2 separate regions of the Mus musculus genome follow, and region 1 is linked to region 2. Evidence: chromatin contacts called from public HiChIP or PLAC-seq data. All regions are on one chromosome and are shown on one strand. Each heading gives the region's core, a stretch centred on a gene start, on an enhancer-like site or on the middle of the called end of the contact. The rest is flanking DNA. Distances are from core to core; before and after follow the strand shown. Region 1 overlaps Ankrd17 (ankyrin repeat domain 17). Region 2 holds the start of Grsf1 (G-rich RNA sequence binding factor 1).

Region 1 (4,393 bases), core at 745-3,244, 1.6 Mb before region 2:
TGTCTTCCTCTTCTGGGAGTAAAGGTGTGTACTTCCATGCCTGGCCCTAAACTTAGCTGGGTGGATTTTGCTCCAAGGTCACTCACTACTCCCTTAATTCATTTACTATCTGTGAACACAGGATTCAGCTCCATTTTACTTCTGAGTGCCCCTTTAATATTCCAACCATATATTTTATATTTGTCCTTTCTTCTCAGCTTGTTCCTTTTCATTAAAATGTTTTTCATAAGAGTGAACTTTAGTAACCATACAACAGAAATTACCCCAGGCTGTTTTGAGACTTCCTTTTTCAAAGGAATCTAAATCTCTTGGCCTCAGGCAGACTCCTAGGACAATGCAAAAAAAAAAAAAGTCACATTCACCAAAGAACCACAAAAACAGTCTCTAGGCCACATACTGAAATTCTCCACTAAAACCTCGTGGGTCAGATGGTCACAGTTCAAACCACTCTCAGCAACAAAGTCTTCCACATTCCTTCTAGGATGACCCATTAAGACCCACTTAAAGCATTCCAGTGCTTTCCAAATCCAAAGTCCCAAAATCTACATTCTTCCAAACAAAAACATGGTCAGGCCGATCACAGCAGTACCCCAGTCCCTGGTACCAACTTCTGTCTTAGTGTTTTACTGCTGTGAACAGACACCACGACCAAGGCAACTCTTATAAGAACAACATGTAACTGGCTTACAGGTTCAGAGGTCCATTCAGTCCATTATCATCATGGCGGGAACATGGTGGCATCCAGGCCGGCATTTGCAGGCATTGCTGGGAGTCCTGTTTCTTTATCTGAAGGCTGCTAGCAGAATACTGGCTTCTAGGCAGCTCAGTGAGGGTCATAGCCCACACCCACAGTGACACGCCTACTCCAATCAGGCCACACCTCCAAATAATGCCACTCCCTGGGCCAAGCATAAACAAACCATCACTGGCATCTCCTCAGCCTTTATGTATTTAAAAGATTATAGTTTTAGAAGAGTTGTAATACAGGTATTTAATCTCAGCAGAGGCAGGCTGACAGAACTCTAAGTTTAAGGCCAGCCTGGACTTTATAATGATTTCCAGGACAGCCAGAGCTCTGTAGGGAGACCTTATCCCCCACATACACATCCCATCCCCCAAAGTATGAGTCTTTGGGAATATTATTCTCAGGATTTTTTCTAATGAATACATTCTTATGATATGTTTTAAATAATGTTATAAAAATTTGAGATAGTTAAAAATTTGTCTAGATTCTTGAGTAATAAATTTCTTACACATTTTAAAGCAGGGAGTTATTTTCTCTCAATTACTTTATAGATTTTTGTTGTGAAATGATATCCTTAGAATTTGAACTTATTAATGTAACATAATCAGTAGTGGCAGTGTAAATATTTAACCTGAAAACTCAACAAGTGTGTCTGCTGAAATACTCCAAGAATAAAGATGACAGTTTACGACATTATAAGGATGCAAAAGCTGTACTTAAAATAGCTATAGTATAAGTACATTTTGAAAAGCGGGTTCTCAGGGTAGGGTCGGAGGAGAGATGGCCCAGCAGCTAAAAACACTGACTGCTCTTCCAGAGAACTAGGTTTCGATTCCCCTCACCCACACGGCAGCTCACAACTGTCTATAACTCCAGTTCCAGGGTATCCAGACATGCAGGCAAAACACCAATGCCCATAAAATAAAAAGTAATAAATTATTTAAGAGAGAGAGAGAGAGAGAGAGAAGGAAAGAGAGAGAGAGAAAGAAAAAGGGAGGGAGGGAGGGAAGGAAAAGTGGGTTTTCAACTGAGTGTATACTAGGACTTACAGGTTTTTTTTTCTTTAAAGTAGGGAGACATTTAATCCATTTCATTTTCACCTTTTCCTCTGCTAGATTAACTTGCAGAATCCAGAGGAAAGGCAAGTAAATACCCTTTCTGGGTCATTTGTTCTTGAGGTTTCCATATGTAAACTTAAATCGGGCGTTTTCCTGAAGAGCCAACGTTCTAGTTTGCTGTCATTGTTGTTGCTGGCATTGTTAGAATTCCTCACTTGTTTTGAGAGGTTGTCCTCCAATGCTGTTCATAGGGAAGCCATTTAGGCAGTAAACTTATCTCAGATACTAAGATCAACGACCAAATCCTCTTCCCTTGCTTAGTTGTAAAGTGTTTCATGTTTACTTGAACATTGGTGTTTTGTTTTTTGATTTTACAGTGTTAAAAATTGAATGTAAATTCTCACCAATGAGCTACAATTCCAACTTTTTTTTTTTTTTTTTTTTTTTTGTTTTTGAGACCGGGTTTCTCTGTGTAGCCCTGGCTGTCCTGGAACTCACTCTGTAGACTAGGCTGGCCTTGAACTCAGAAATCCGCCTGCCTCTGCCTCCCAAGTGCTGGGATTAAAGATGTGCGCCACCACTGCCCGGCCAATTCCAACTTTTTAATAAGATTGTTTTAAATATTCATCACCCTTTTTGAGGCAGGCTTTCTATGTAACTCTTTACTAGGCTATGTCTTAAGTGTTAAGATTAAAGTCTTGCACCAACACTCTAGGCTTACCTTCTTTTCCCCTTTTTCTTTTAAGGCCTGCTCTCAGTAAGTAACTCAGGCTGGCCTGGAACTCACAGATCATTCTTCTGCTGGTACTATTGGCATTGAGTACCAGTTCTAGTTATTGACCGTATATTTATCTTCAAAATATTATTGTAGGCCACACAAGCTTTTATGTATAATCTGTTTCCTAATGATAAATCATGTTACAATAGGAGAAATAACATTTTAGTCTAAGGAAACAATGGGAAGATTTTTTTTTCTTTAAAAATAAAATAGAGGCTGGGACAGTGGCTTAGGAGTTAAGAGCACTTACTGCTCTTATAGAAGACATGGTTTCCAACACTTACTTGGTGGCTTACAACTGTCTAAACAGTTATACATGTGGACATAATCTTTTTTTTAAGTCACTTAAGGGGTGTGTGTGTGTGTGTGTGTGTGTGTGTGTGTGTGTGTGTGTGTTTGGTTTACCTGTTTAATGTGTGTTTATACATGCATACATGTAAATGTCTACATGAGAATGATAGACTGTACTACTAGAAAGTAGTGAAATTAAGGCTAATTTGGGGGCCATTTTTTTATCTGTTGATCAACATGCAGGGGTGGCACTGAATCAACAAGACAAGCAACTCAGTTGATCAATGCTTTGATCAAGGATCCAGACAAAGAAATTGATGAACTTATTCCAAAGAATCGTTTGAAAAGCTCCACAGCAAATTCCAAAATCGGGTCCTCAGCACCTACCACCACTGCTGCTAACAGTTCCTTAATGGGGATCAAAATGACAACTGTAGCTCTGTCGTCGACATCTCAGACTGCCACTGCACTCACCGTTCCTGCCATCTCTTCTGCATCCACTCACAAAACCATTAAGAACCCTGTGAATAATGTGAGGCCTGGGTTTCCAGTTTCTCTTCCATTAGCATATCCTCCTCCACAGTTTGCACACGCTTTGCTTGCTGCTCAGACTTTCCAGCAGATCCGTCCACCACGGTTGCCCATGACCCACTTTGGAGGTACTTTCCCACCAGCTCAGTCCACTTGGGGTCCTTTTCCTGTCAGGCCTTTGAGCCCTGCCAGAGCTACTAACTCGCCTAAGCCTCACATGGTGCCTCGCCATAGCAATCAGAATAGCAGTGGTTCTCAGGTGAATTCAGCAGGTTCTCTAACTTCAAGTCCAACAACTACAGCCAGTTCATCAGCTTCAGCGGTGCCTGGTACAACTTCAAATGGCAGTCCAAGTTCTCCTTCAGTCAGAAGGCAGCTTTTTGTCACAGTTGTGAAGACATCCAATGCCACAACCACAACAGTCACAACTACAGCAAGCAACAACAGCACCGCACCCACAAACGCCACATATCCTATGCCTACTGCCAAAGAACACTATCCAGTATCATCCCCATCTTCCCCATCACCACCAGCCCAGCCAGGAGGGGTTTCTAGAAACAGCCCTTTGGATTGTGGATCAGCATCCCCAAATAAAGGGGCATCTGCTTCCGAACAGGAAGCAAGCAGTCCACCAGTAGTAGAACCTGCAAATAGCAGACCCCCACACAGCAGCAGTTCTTCTGGGAGCTCATCAGGTCATTCCACTCAGCAGCAGCCTCCGGGATCTGTTCCTCAGGAGCCAAGACCCCCTCTTCAGCAGTCTCAGGTTCCTTCCCCGGATGTGAGAATGACTGTTCCTCCTACAGCAACAAGTTCTGCTCCAGTGGCGGTGCCTTCTACTGCGCCTGTGACGTACCCTATGCCTCAGACACAAATGGGATGCTCCCAGCCTCCTAAAATGGAAGCCCCTGCTATTAGACCACCCTCTCATGCCACAGCTGCCCCTCACAAGACTCCAGCTCCAGTGCAGAGTTCATCTGCTTCAGTCCT
Region 2 (3,987 bases), core at 534-3,033:
TGAGATGACTGAGTGGGTAAAGCACTTACTGCCAAGCCTGAGATCCACATGGAAGGAGGGACAGAGCACTTGCCACAGCACTGTGGGCCTGGGGACCCACGATAAACACACAGATGCAATACAAAAGAGAAACGTTTAATAGAACCAGGCTGGGAATGTATAGCTCAGTGGAAAACGTCTTACGGAGGGTTCGGGAGGCATCTCTGGTCCCCAGCCTGACAGGAAAAGAAAAACCTCTAGGGCAGAGGTTCTCAACCTGTGGGTTGAGATCTGCTCCTCAGGTGCCAACTAAGACCATGGAAAAAAGACAGATATTTACAATTCACAACAGCAGCAAAATTGCAATTATGAAGTAGCAATGAAAATACTTTTATGGTTGGGGGGGGGGCGCACCACAAGATGAGCTGTTGTAAAGATGTAGCATTCGGAAGGTTGCCAGCCACTGCTTTAGGGTTTGTGTCTCACCGAAGAAAAGAGGAAGAACCTCTTCTACACATCTCGGGTATAAAAGGAACAAGCCGGTCAGGTTTTCTATTCTTTCCTTCTTGGACAGAAATATGTTTTCATTTGTGAAATACCTGGTTTTCTTAAATCTAAAAGGAGTCCAGAGTAAACAAGCCAAAGTTTAAGCCCAACCATCTTAAATGTCTCAAAGGTAACTTATCAGAACGTAACCTTTCAAAAGTCTGTACTGGGGCTGGAGAGATGGCTTATGGGTCTAGAGTGCTGGCTGCTCTTTCAGAGGACCCAGGTTCAACTCCCACCACCTGCATGATGGCTCACTGCTGTCTCTAACTCCAGGGCCAGGGGATCCGATGCCCTTGTCTGGTCTCCGTGGCCACACCCATATATTAATACATTAAACTAATAATAAAAAAGTCCGTATTGTTTTAAGATGAATACCATAGGATGACTGCCATTACATAGTTAACTTAAAAAAAAAAGTTTTAGAGCTGGCACTGGGATAAAGGTGAAACAGTGGAAAATGTAGGCGGTTTCTTTACTTCTGGAAGTTGAACAAGAATTGAATTTCAAAAACTTTGAAATATGTTAAGATTTTCCACGATAGAGAGCCCTATATTGGTCTCCTCACCCCCACGAGGAGGTTGGGGTGATCTAAGCGATTACCCTGCCACGGAACTACACTACCCAGTCACAGAGATGCCTCCTAACCCCACCCCCGCCACAACCAATCAGCCTCTCCTTCATATTTTTACTCTAAGAACTCCCATTTGTCTTTAGTTTTTTATTTTTATTTTTTTACCTTTGACAGGTCCTTGCCACATAGGAGAAAACTGCACAACCACTCATGTATTTATTTGCAAATCTCTACACCTTCACTTGTGACTATATTGTCTAAGGAAGGCTTTATTTTATATAATATATGATAAATATTATATACATATCTCACATATACTATAAAATCAGTGCTTCCGTTCAAAACAAAGTTGGCCTTCTGCACGAATTTTGAGGTTGGGGTATCAACGCCCCCTCAGCGTCGTCCCAAAACGTTTTAGAGCTAGGTAACCCATTCCTTCCGGAAACTTCGCCGGGCCTCGGTGACCCGCAGACCTCAGCTCTAACCTGAGCAGGAGAGCCTGGGACAACTTCCACTCTGGAGGCGCTCAGGTCACCCCACCCACACCCTTACCGGCGGGAAAGCCCCGCCCCGAGGGCGGAGCCTGGGCGGGGCCGCTCGCTCACCTCCGCCTCCGAGCCTCGTCTCAGCCCCGGGTGCGCGCGGCGCATGTGCCCGGTGCCCCCTCCCCCGCCCTGGATTCCACTTCCCCTCCGCTCGCGCCACAGCGGCCACCTCCAGGCCCCGCGCCGCCTCCGGAGCCGATGGCCGGGACGCGCTGGGTGCTAGGCGCGTTGCTCCGGGGCTGCGGCTGCAACTGCAGCAGCTGCCGGCGGACCGGCGCCGCCTGCCTGCCTTTCTACTCCGCCGCCGGCACCTTCCCGTCGGGCGTCTCTGGCCGCCGCCGCCTGCTGCTACTCCTCGGGGCCGCCGCGGCCGCCGCTTCGCAGACGCGGGGCCTGCAGCTCGGGCCTGCGGCCGCCGGGAGGCTGGCGGGTCCCATCCCTGCCCGTCCCTCCGCCGCCGCGGCCGCCGCCGCGTCCTACTCGGCCCTGCGCGCCCCGCTGTTTCCGCGATCGCTGGCAGCCGCCGCGGGCCCGGCGCGGGGTTACAGTCAGGTACGTGGCGCCGCGCGCGGGACCCTCGGCGGCCGCGCGCCCGCGTCGGTCTGTCCGCGAGCGCCCCGCGTGCGCGCCCGGGGATCCGCGGCACGCACCGCACCCCCGCCTCCCTCCCGCTCCGTCCTCCTATTGGGCACGGGAACAAGGGACGCTCTCACGGCCCCGGCTCTTCTTGTTTTGTTCCCTCCGAGTCTGGGCGGTTGGGCAGTGTAAGTGTGGCTGGGGTGAATGTAGAGGCCTTGTTTCCCGCCGGGCCCATGGTAGGTTTTGGGGGCGCCGCCGACGCCCCCCACCCCGACTCCCCCCTAGCCTTATGCCCGCTGGAGGTGAAGCTGAGCGGCCAGAGCCCGCGGAGGGTCGGGGCCGGCCGTGCGTGCGGTGGGAGCGGTAGGCCGGGCGGCTCGGGCCTCCTCGGCCGGCCACCGACGCGCAGCCCCGCGCGCACGGGAGCGTGGGCTAGCCTGGGACAGCCCCCGCGCGTCCCTCTCCCTTGTCCGCGGGGAGAGGCGGGCGGTCCACCTGACTGAAGGTCACCTCTGCAAGTCCACTCGCCTTGACAGAAGGACCTTTGGTGCAGCGGGGCTCTGCGGACGCGGAGAGCTGTGGGGAGACCGTGGGAAACTGGGAGAGAACGTGTGTGTGTGGGGCGGGGGCGTCCGTGGGTGAGGACTTGGGGGCTTCGGTTGTCACTCCACGATCTTTTCCCTTGTTTCCCGTCTTTTCAGAAAGACATTGTAAGAATTCATATTGCAAATATTTGGTCCTCTGTATATGTGGGACATTTCTCTTTTGCGGTTTATGTGGCATCTGGGAAGTGTCTACCTAACCTGGTAACGCCACTGGCCATGTTTATCTTAATTTAGTTTTGCGTCTGCTTGAATTAGTGATATCTGGGTGGTTCATCTGCATGGCTGATGTCTGCCAGTAGCTGAGCTAATTGATTTGAATCCCGGCCCAATACTTTCTGCTGCACTATTTATTTATTTATTTACTTATTTATTTTGTAAAGATGTTTATGGAATTCTGGGGAAACAGAAAGTAGCAGTTTGAGCCCCCTGCCGCGCCTGTCTCTGCTGTTGCCTTTTCTGTTTTTTTCCCTTATCCACTTTCTCTTACATTAGTCTTTTCAAGGCGTTTACCCATGTCCCAATGCCTTTTTATTAACTTCCTTTGCCTACAAAGTGAAGTATCCCTTCATAGAGCCCAACACAAAATAGCCAGCTGCTGTGCCTTTTGCCTTTGGCTCTTCATTTTACTGTCCAGTTTGGGCAAATGTGTTTGCTGTTTTTCACATGCTAACACTTCCCCTCCCCTCCCAAATTGTAATGTCCTATCTTTTATATCTCCCATCTTTATTCTTTTTTTCCCCTGTAGTTTTCTATTTTTTTAATTTACAGGATTTTGTATTTTTATTATAACACTTAAGGCATCTTGTTCTGTATCTTGCCTTGTTCCAGATAATCAGTGCTTTGAGATGATGGTTTGAGGTTGTGTTTTGTGTATGGGGTGATTTTCAATTAAGCGGTATAATTTGTCATTGTATGGCTTTTAATGAAAGTACTCTTACTCCCAGGGTTTGGAAAGTAGCCCTGCCCTTAGTGGTAGTACTACCACTGGAATGTACTTGTATATCACCTTAGGATATAAAATATAAACGTAAACCAAAGCCATCCTGGTATAGCTAGCCTGGTAGCCAGCACTTGGGAGACTGTGGCAGGATGGTGGTGCATTTGGGGTAGCCTAGGCCACATGGGCGAACACTTTTCAAACGAAACAAAACCAGAGGGT

The links. HiChIP or PLAC-seq counts read pairs in DNA pulled down with a chosen protein or histone mark.
Region 1: a contact with region 2 is called in an H3K27ac HiChIP or PLAC-seq map of embryonic stem cells, with 10 times the contacts expected there. The contact joins the enhancer-like site here to the promoter of Grsf1 in region 2. A contact is called at or near these places in 2 of 39 promoter capture datasets (embryonic stem cells and hippocampal neurons) and 4 of 115 datasets of contacts at active chromatin or transcription factors (embryonic forebrain, embryonic stem cells and forebrain).

What each region holds. Positions count from the first base shown.
Region 1 is chr5:90,243,217-90,247,609 of GRCm38.p6, reverse strand. Ankrd17 (ankyrin repeat domain 17) reads left to right here. Exons shown (of 34, transcript NM_030886.2): 29 at 3,116-4,393. Among named protein-coding and RNA genes, the nearest start is that of Cox18, 21 kb to the right of the region's middle. Within about 2 kb of position 1,994, at least 20 of the 459 cell types and tissues checked have an H3K27ac peak or open chromatin away from gene starts, as enhancers often do. A contact at or near this core is called in embryonic stem cells, where this site is marked.
Region 2 is chr5:88,673,967-88,677,953 of GRCm38.p6, reverse strand. Grsf1 (G-rich RNA sequence binding factor 1) reads left to right here and starts at 1,783. Exons shown (of 10, transcript NM_178700.5): 1 at 1,783-2,196. The coding sequence starts at 1,843.